Linked DNA regions of Mus musculus: region 1 is linked to region 2. Evidence: chromatin contacts called from public promoter capture Hi-C data. All regions are on one chromosome and are shown on one strand. Each heading gives the region's core, a stretch centred on a gene start, on an enhancer-like site or on the middle of the called end of the contact. The rest is flanking DNA. Distances are from core to core; before and after follow the strand shown.

Evidence for each region. Promoter capture Hi-C pulls out the DNA fragments that hold promoters and counts their contacts.
Region 1: a contact with region 2 is called in a promoter capture Hi-C map of liver. The contact joins the promoter of Crot here to the promoter of Steap4 in region 2. A contact is called at or near these places in 4 of 39 promoter capture datasets (liver, pre-B cells and stem cell-derived epiblast-like cells).

Annotation. Positions count from the first base shown.
Region 1 is chr5:8,993,946-8,998,805 of GRCm38.p6, reverse strand. It overlaps Crot (carnitine O-octanoyltransferase), which reads left to right and starts at 1,660. Exons shown (of 18, transcript NM_023733.3): 1 at 1,660-1,702; 2 at 2,259-2,354.
Region 2 is chr5:7,958,288-7,963,188 of GRCm38.p6, reverse strand. Steap4 (STEAP family member 4) reads right to left here and starts at 2,717. Exons shown (of 5, transcript NM_054098.3): 1 at 2,648-2,717. Gm30835 (a long non-coding RNA gene) reads left to right here and starts at 2,797. Exons shown (of 3, transcript XR_376720.3): 1 at 2,797-2,925; 2 at 4,061-4,164.

The sequences.
Region 1 (4,860 bases), core at 411-2,910, 1.0 Mb before region 2:
ACATACTCCAAAAGCTTGCAATATCTTCCTCAGCCATCAAGATCTGTCTATCCTGAGCTAAGAAATACAAGCTTGTTCAAATTTAATCTGAGTGCTACCGATTTTAAATTTGACATTAAAATATCTATTATACATTTGGTAGAAAACATTTTCAGGACTCTGCTTAATTACAGTTTTACAGAGATGGTCATTTTTCTCACATTCTCCAGGTTCTACTGATTTTTTTCAGTCCCGAGGTTGTTTTCTTTTTATGAGAAGCCAAGATCTTCATGGAGACACCGTTTCTGCTTAACAAAACCAGGAAGAAGAGAAACTTGCAGCAGGGCTTGAATGTAGCTCAGTGTTAAAGACCCTGCATAAAGGCCTGGTTTGGTGAGATTACCAAACTCACAAAAACAGTGAAGGTGAGTGACCCTAAATTCTTTGCCACCAGCAAACATTCAATATGCGTAAACTTCTAAAGAGGTGCCAAAATTTTTTTTACTAAAAAAAAAAAAAAAAAAAAAAAAAAAAGACAATGAAGGTTTCTGAGAAATCCAGTCAGTCTAAGAATTCTATTTTCGAAGCATAATATAATATCCGGAACGGAACACTTACATACTATGAGGGGGAAAAGTTCTTTAACACAGTCACTTTGACAAGCTTAGAGAGATTATCCAGCTTGATTATGTAATACCTCCAGCAACGCTGTGCAGTCATGAAACATATTAGTAATTCTGCGGGAAACTCAAAAGGATTTCGGAAAGACAGCAGCTTTTAATATACTAATTTGAAATGAAGTCATTAAACTGTTGAATAACTTAACTATGCAGGAGCAGGTAAAATATTTTTCCTTCCACGAAAACAAAACAGAAGTACAAATAAAAAGTGTATATAAGTTTAAAATTGTATCAATTTATTTCAGGAGGTAAATGAAAAAAAGGGCATTGACCTGTGAAACTAAAAATACCTCATAGTCTTCCTCTAGGACGTGCTAGCTTTTTAAAAACGCAACTTCTTGGATGATAAAAATATTCAGGCAAGGCCAAAGCTTGAAGCTTGACCATCGCTAGAGACTGCAAGGGCTTGCCCTAGATGGCTGGGAGTTGGCCAAATCTTAAGTCTCAAAGAGGCGACGAGGCCAAACCGGATCCATTCGCCTGCTATTCTCTTGCCAGCACACAGGGTAGACAAAATAAAATGTCTCAGTATAAATTCTTAAATTTATATCTAAAGTAGTATAAATGCTTGCCTGGGCCATGCAAAGGAGGCTGGCACAAAGAAGGGGGAGCGACTGGGAAGAAAGAACACAGCGCCAAGCCCCTAAGAGTTCGGCGAAAAGCAGGCTGAGCCGTGGGCCTCCTTACGCAGCCACAGGGCTGTGCCCGAGAGTGGGTAGATCTCTGGACGGAGGCCAATCTCCCGCAGCATCCGGAAGGAAGCTGCTGTAGCGGGGACTGCAGGGCGCTTATCTGACTTTCTGCTGCGTTCCCGGGGTCTGCAGCCTAGGACGCCACCAGAGCCCGAGAACCCGGCGGGGGCGGGACCAGCAAGCCTCGACAGCCCACCCCTTCCAGCGCGGGGTGGGACCCTCGCGGCTTCCCGTCCAATCCCGTTCCCCGACGCGCACAGGGCGGGACCCTCGCGGTTTTCCGTTCTGGTCCGGCCTCAGGACAGCCCAGAGCCTGCAGGCCGACGCAGAGGGACAAGAGGGGCGCGGGAGGTGAGGATTCTGGGGCCGGCTGCTCGCTCTCCTTCCCCTCCCACATGGCGAGGGGGTCGAAGGGTATTGCAGTAGCAGGAAGCCGAGCTGAGTGCAGTCGGGCTGTGCGCCCAGGCGCCCCGTCTGGCGCGGGCGTGGTGCCCCCCCCCCCCCCCGAGCATCTTGCCCTTCTGGTTTGGGGTGTCCTCTCTCAGTTGCACCGGCCTCGCTAGAGTGCTAGAGTGCTAGAGTGCTTGATCGATTGGTTGGTTTTGCGTGTGCATGTTTCTTGGTTTTTCTCCCCTTGTCCTTATCCTCGGTGAGAAGCTGCCCTTGTTTTGGTGGGAGGAGTTTCTGAACTTTATTGCTTTCTGCTTCTGCTGCAACCTCCCCGCGGGCACCGGAAGGTTCCCTGTGCCCCTTGGGTCCATCTGATAGGCTGCTTGGAACATAGCTAGCTCTGTAGTGATATAAATCTCATGTCTAGCAGATGTCCGTTCTCTGTATTTCCAGCTTCTGTCACTATCCTCTTCTCCTTTCCTGATCTTTACTTGAGTGTATTTCTTCCTTTCCACAGTCACCAGGCTTGGCCAGTTCGGGTTCCCTGTGGTTTCCTTTCCGAATTGTTCAAGCAGGCTCCTGGAGGTCCTGAGCACTTCTTCGTGGTTTACTGGTATGTGACCCTATTTGTTTACTTCCTGGTTCTATTTTCCCACCTCTCTCGCGTTCACATCACCTTGCTTTCAGAAAGTCCACTGTCATCGTTTTCTTAATTTTATTGGAATCGTTTAACTAGTTTTATATGGTTGAAAACTTAAGACAACTCTTAAAGAATCTGTAGTCGGCTTAACCTTGCAGGGGCTAAGCACTGCAGCAGGCATAAAATTAGTACTCTGGTCTTCTTTGTGGGATCTGTTAAATGACAAGGAAGTGTAATGAGATCAGCTTGCCCGGCATGCTTGCATTAGTTTCCTATTGCTGTTACAGCAGACAGTGACATGTTTAGCGGTTAAAGGAACACAGACTTTGAGTTTCTGAAGATCTGAAGTCCGAGCAAGCTTAGCTGCTTACCCTGCATGGACGCACAAAAGGAGAGACCAGGGTTTCTGTTATGAGTTACTTTCTGAAGTTTTAGGGGGAGACTCCCTTTTCAGGTTCATTCGAGTTGGCAGAGTCTAACCCCTGTTCACTTGCATTAGGATTAATCCCATTTCCTGCAAGTCCTGTTTGTCTCTGAGTTCGTTAAGGACATGGATGTAGACACAGATCATTAAAGACATAGATGTAGACACAGAGGTGTGGCAGTATCTCTGCTCAAGCACTCAAATGATTAGGTTAGGTCCTCTCTATTTTAAGCCTTTTTTTTTTTTTTTTTTTTTTTGTAGGTGAAACCCAGTTGCAACCATAGGAGTAATGATGTTCTATCATAATGACAAGTTCTGGGGACTAAAAAGAGTAGGTAGGAGTTAGGTCATCATAACAATTCTGCCCATTATAGTCCATAATATAGTTGTTTCAGGATGAGTTGTTTTTATGGCATTAAAAAGTCTGATGACTAATTATATGGTTATACATGCCAAGATAAAGAGATTCAATTAAAGTTACTTGCCTAGAGCTGGGTGGGTGTTGGTGGCATATATTCCCAGCACTAGGGAGTCAGAGGCAGGCTGACCCATGTGAATTCAGGCAAGCCTGTCTGACAAAAGTTAGTTCCAAGCCTGCCTGGGGTATATAGTAATATTCTAACCCCCCCCCCCAAAAAAAAGACAAATTTTGAGGCTCAGTGAGATGGCTCATTGGATATTGACACCTGCAGGCAAACCTGATGACCCAAGTGTGATCCCCAGGACCCACATGGTAGAAAAGAGAATGAACTCCTGGGAGCTGTCCTTTGACTTCCCCGTGTGTGCTATGGCAGCCCACTACCAAATAAACGGTCCTGTTTTTTCTAGTCATTTGCCTAGGAGCAAATGGTTAGAACATGGCTGAGTCTATATTTAAGACCGAGATCCTAAATATTCTGTTAGATCCAAAGTGGTTTATCAATATTCAAATGGGATGTAAGCAGTAAAACGGAAGGGGTGGAGCTTTGAGGTCCTATGCACTGTCTGGTTATGTTACTGGAACAGTAGAACCTCCTCGCTGTAACAAAGCCAACAAGACATGGTATTAAGAAAGCAAGAGGGCTCTGTTGTTATCATCTAGTCTCACTATACTACCCTGGGCTGAAGCGTCCTCTTGCTACTGCAGCTAGGTACATGCCACCATACCCAGCACTGCGCCTTGTCCTCTCCTTCCCTTTCCTTTCACATCTAGAAGTAGGACCAGAAAGGTGATTCTGGCAATATGGCTTCTGTAAATGGGTCCAAGGTGCTTGTTCTGGTTGGCAGCCAGCTGGGTCAGCACTGAGACGGAGATAAAGAGTAATATATACAGCAAAAATTTTAGATTTGGTTAATAATGGGAGAAAAAGATATTAGTCAAAAATAATCCGCCATGCCTTTGTTTTTGATATTGTTAACTTTTTTGTTTTGTTTTGTTTGTTTTTTTGGTTTTTTTCGAGACAGGGTTTCTCTGTGTAGCCCTGGCTGTCCTGGAACTCACTTTGTAGACCAGGCTGGCCTCGAACTCAGAAATCCGCCTGCCTCTGCCTCCCGAGTGCTGGGATTAAAGGCGTGCGCCACCACCGCCCAGCTATTGTTAACTTTTATAACATATGAATAGTATATTTTATTTAACTTTGCTATTTTAAAATAGGATATAAAAGGACAGGAAGTTTTCACTCAGTATCAATTCTTTGTTTTCTTAGTTACTGGTTTTATATAGGATCTATAAATGATTCTCTCAGAAATCTTATTATTTACTCTACCAATATAGCCTATTCATATATGGTGTTAGTTTTATTTTGATGAAAATTACCACAAATGTAGAAAAATTTTGAAGTTTGGTTTGTGATATTCAAAGCCAGTGTGATTAGGGCCCATGCCATCTGCACAGCGTTAAGTGACATCAGCCTGTCACATGAATTCTTACAGTCTATAATATCCCATGCTCCACACCTCTGCATATGCTTTTGAGAGTTTCTCAGACCATAATCTTGTTCTACACATCTAATCCTACCCACTCAGCAAGAATCTCTGCAGGTTCTCTAATGGCCTGTAATATCGCCTCGTCAGCCG
Region 2 (4,901 bases), core at 1,468-3,967:
ACCCAGTTTGATTCTTTGCAGTACTTCTTTCTTCTTAACAAAAGAACAAGTGTTAATTAAAATCATTTTGGAAATGACCTAAAAGTCACGGAGAACCATCTGAGTATCATGGAGAACTGCTCAAGAAACCTTTATAATTGACTAAGGCACCATTCGCTTTGGATGTGAAAGAGACACAGGTAACATCAGAGGTCTTGTCTTTGTAAATTTCATTTCTATTATTACCTAGTCTGATCTAAAGCCCATCTGGAAAAATTAACTATGTAAGGCCTGTTCCTGCTTCTTGTGGTGTGAATTATGTGTAGATAAGCTGTAGGTGCTTAACAAGTGCTCTCTTCGGATGGCAACTCAACTGGGTGCCCTAACAAGGCCTCCAGCTTTAAAGGGTTACTGTTGACTTTGATTCCTTCTCACCAGGAGTTTGTCAGTCTTTTTAAGACTTCCAAGAAAATGATTTTACAGCAGCTGATAAAATATACCTAGATTTAATTGTATGCATGAGGTGAATGCACACGTACCTATTTGTGTGTGTAGAGGCCAGAGGTCAATGCTGGCTATCTTCCTGCATTGCTTCCCATCATTTGTTTTCATTAGCACACATTAATTATACATGATAATGGGTTTCATTATAACATTTTTATTCATGTACATAATGCATTTCAAATATATTCACCTCATTAATTTTACTTGTCCCCTGCCCACGCCTGCTACCTAATCCTCCTTCTTCCCGTCCAGCCTTCCTCCTATCCAGGGAGTCTTATTAACCCTGGAGCTCACCGGCTCCAGGATCTGACAAAGCCAGCCAGCCAGTGACCTCCAGGGAGGCTTTCTCCAGCCACCCCAGTGCTGAGATTACAGGTGTAAGCCATGGGAACCAGGTTTTATGAGAGTGCTGAGGGCTCGGAACTTGAGTCCTCATGGCTTTGGGGCAAGTACCTTACCTACTAACCATCTCTCCCATCCTTAAATTTATTATGGTGGGAACTAGATAATGAGGACCACAAAAAACTGACATGTTTTTGTAACTGCAGAATCAGCTATGTATTCTTTGAAAGCGAAATCTATATCATTTAAACACTGGCATTGATGGCACAGGTAATTTAAGGGTAGTCCTTCAAGAGACAAGACAGCATGGAGTGATTTACACACTCCATTTGTGTTCTATAACAAACCTATTTCTTTAAAGTTGCTTGCAATACACTGCAGAGTTTAATGGTTTTAGTTTTTTTCTTTTTTTACCAAAGGTTATGAAAATCTATTTTTTTTCCTTCTAAACAGCAGTTAGTAAGCTTGTGAAAGGCAGATGTCTGTAGAACATGCCCAAGTCAGAGGTCTGGTCTAATGTATGTTGCTTCCTGCACTGCCAGTTGCTATGTGAATTTTAGCAGAACCATAAATGTGGCCAAATGGAGAAAGTGCGATGACCCAATTTAATGTACACATGTAGCATTTACTTTACAGCTTTGAGGTTGATACTTGAGAGTGCTCCATCCTGTTTTCTGGCCCGGTGGTGTTTGCCATGCAGGTAGAATGCTTGCTGGTAGGATTTCACACCGTGCTAAATCACAGTGCTCTGAAAAACTCGGGGCCTTGCAAAGGCCATATCTCAAAAAAGTTACTGCTTCAAATAAATGTGCCATTTTATAAAATTACACCTACTGGATCAGAAAAAAAAAGGTTCTTTCATGTGAGTGACATTTATATGACTGCCATTTATACAGAATTGGACATTCTCACACAGCAAGGCTGAAGAATGGTTTGAAAGCCAGAGTAGTCTCTGAATGATAAATGTGGTGAAACTTTTAGATGCTCCTGTGAGAGTGGTTGGGTAATTTCCTTGTAACAACAAAGTTTGCGTTATTATGGAAAGTAATTACTCAGGTATACCTGGAGCATTAGCAAGACTTTCGACACCGTTCACAGCGGTAGCACCTCATGTCATAAGGCTGTTTTTACCCTGGTAGAGCAGCATTGTGTGGATCCTCTTGGACCAATAGGCTTTCAAGTTAGATTTGTGGAACTGAGGCGACAGTTAGAACGAAGAACAGAACTCTAAACACCCTGACTCCGTGGTTAGAGCCATGCACTGAAAAATAATAAAGGAAAAAAAAAAAAAAAAACCCAAACCACCTGGCATCTGCCTCTGGACAGGCGTTCTTTCCCTCAAACTACATCACAAACAATATACCTCTAGAAAAGCAATCGCTAAGCTGCTTAAGGATATTTAAATTAAGATCAAGGAAGACCGACTGCCCAATTTCATCTCTGTGAGAAGTCCTTAGATTTAGCCTTATATTGCTGGACTGCACACCTAAGTTCTTCCAGGCTCCTTTCCCGTTGGCACTTCAGATTTGTAGGAATCCAGTTAGACAGAGAAAGAATCCAGCTGGGTCTTTCTCTTTGGGAGTCTTCTGCACCTTGATGAGTAATAAATACAACCTCAGGAAGCTAATGATTGGCTGAATGGCTCAACTGATCCCGAAGTAGCCTTTTATGAGAAGGCTATGGGGGTGAGTGTGCCTCTATCTCTGTATCAGCTGGCTGGAAAGTAGAGTCCAGAAAAGAAGGGCTGGAGGTGGGCTGACAGAAATGGAACCTCAGCCCCTGGATAAAGCAACAAGGCAAAAGAGCCAGTAAAGTGACCCACCTGCGGCGAGGCGCCCGGAGGGGCGTTGGTCTGGCGCGGCTGCGGTGGGCTCTGCCTTCTAGGCTTGCAGAGGTAGCCAGCCTGTGCTCTGCGCTGGCTCCAGGCTCCCGCTTTTAAGCCAAAGAGCGGAGGAGGGAGGGCCCGCTTGATTTCGCAAGAGGAGCTGTGAAGCAAAGTTTCCGGGAAGAGTTCAACCTGGGAATCCCGCACAGCTGGAAGGACCAGAACTTATTGTGCAGCTCTGGCTCGCAGATGGACGTTCTCCGCTGCCAAGCGGGGTATAAAAGGGGTTTTCCGGAACCTTTGGGGTGGGGCATCCCAGGTCAGCTGCAGCCTAGAGGGGCAGAGAGATACTCCTTTTCTGTTAGAGCTAGAGGACTCTGGGTAGCTAAGAAAACAGTACATGGGCAAGGAGCTTAGGCATTCCTCTTAGTTGCCTCTCTTCTTACGAAATAGTGGTGTCTTTCTCCTGCCAGGAGCCCTGATTTTTAACAGAGTCAGAGCTTAAAAGATGGAGAGTTTTCAGGTCTTCATCTCAAATGCATATGTATCTCTGTGTTCTCCAGGGCTCCAAGTTTGCTTATACCCAGGCAGCTGTGTGCATCTCCTCCTGTTAATTCCTTCCCTACATGGTAACAATGCAATACAAATGTTACCTAAATGGATGCCACACTTTATTGTTTGGGAGAGAAAGACAACAACCAAACAACAATACCTGCTTACACATGCAGAAAAGATGAATATATTTTTTTTCTAAATAGTTTTGATTCATTGTTTATTGAAACCATGCTTGGAAAACCCATGGAAGTGAAGGGCTGACCACGTATACAATTGGGTTGGTGTATCTTTCTATAGAGGAACCCAAATCTACCCCTACGGTGCTTTCAGACATAAAGAAACATGACAACGTGGAGGAAAGAGCATGCCTACGTTGCTGTTAAAATACAGCATTCTTCAAGTTTGTCTTTCTCCCAACCATCTGGTTTAACTTCCATGGCACTCTTGCCAAAGTTCAGATTCACAGTCTCAGGGGAGTGTGTTCTCAGAACTTATGAACCAGACTCTTCTTTGCCTTGATTGCAACTCTCTTCCTATGACCTGTGGAGTCAGCTGGGACCTCAGCGTCTCCCCAGAGGTCTTGTCCTGACAGCTAGTTGATTAAATAACTTCTTTGAGTGACATGGTTAGGGCATCTCACTCCTTAAGAGACTTACTACGTTTGTAGCTCTTTGTGGGCGGGTTTTCATCATACCTGATATAGTACCACATCTCGAATAGCTACTGTGCTTATTGATAAACCTACTCCCCATTCTTGTATTTTGCAGAGTTCATCAATACTATCTGTAGGCCAGAAAAGAACTTAAACATAACAAAACAAAAAACACCCGCTAATTTTGTGATTGAATTTTCTAGGTTTGAAGACTCACCGGTGAGAAAGGTATGAGTCTAGGGAAGAAGACATCCAGCTGTGTCTCCAAGAAGAACGAACCCTCATGATTGGTGAACTTGACAGCTGGGTGAGAGACTGGGAAGATCGGGACTTTAGAGCGCAGGCTTATGGAGGTCCTTATGTGCCTTGTGCTGATGATTTGCCATGGGGCTTTAAGCCTTGTTGATACAGAGACCCAATTTTGACATACTGACTGTGCGATTTACATGTAGAATGCAGATGTATTAGTTGCCAGTGGAATACCAGGTACTGTGAAAAGACAGTTGCCAAGGGCAGCAGACATTCTGACCTCTGCATTGTTTTCTTCTGGGCAGTTCATGTTATATGCAGCAGGCTGCTCAATTGTGGTGCAGTAAACGATAAGATTCCAAGAGTTATTGATTCTGGTTAAGAGGATCTGTTGTGTTTGTGATGACATAGCTTACAATAGTAAATAATAGTAGTGAATGGCCAGGTAGTAACCAGATACTTGATTCATTCCTCTTGTCGTTTGTGAACTGTAGTCCTGTACAACTGTGTGAATGATCCTGAAGACCACTTGACTTTGGCTGAAGAGAATGTTTTCATTGTGTAGGCTAAGAACCCAAATCATCTCGGGCTATCTTTAGCCTCTTTCAGCAGCCACTTGCTATTCATTTATTTATCTTCCCTAGCATTATTGACTTTGAGAGAAACTTCTGAAATTGCTTGGCAAATTTGACACACTTAGACTCACCAACCCCAAAGCTAAGAATGTGTAAAGACCACATTGAAATCCCATGTCGAAACAGCCCGCCTACCAGAAGGTCCCACAGCTGTAGTTTG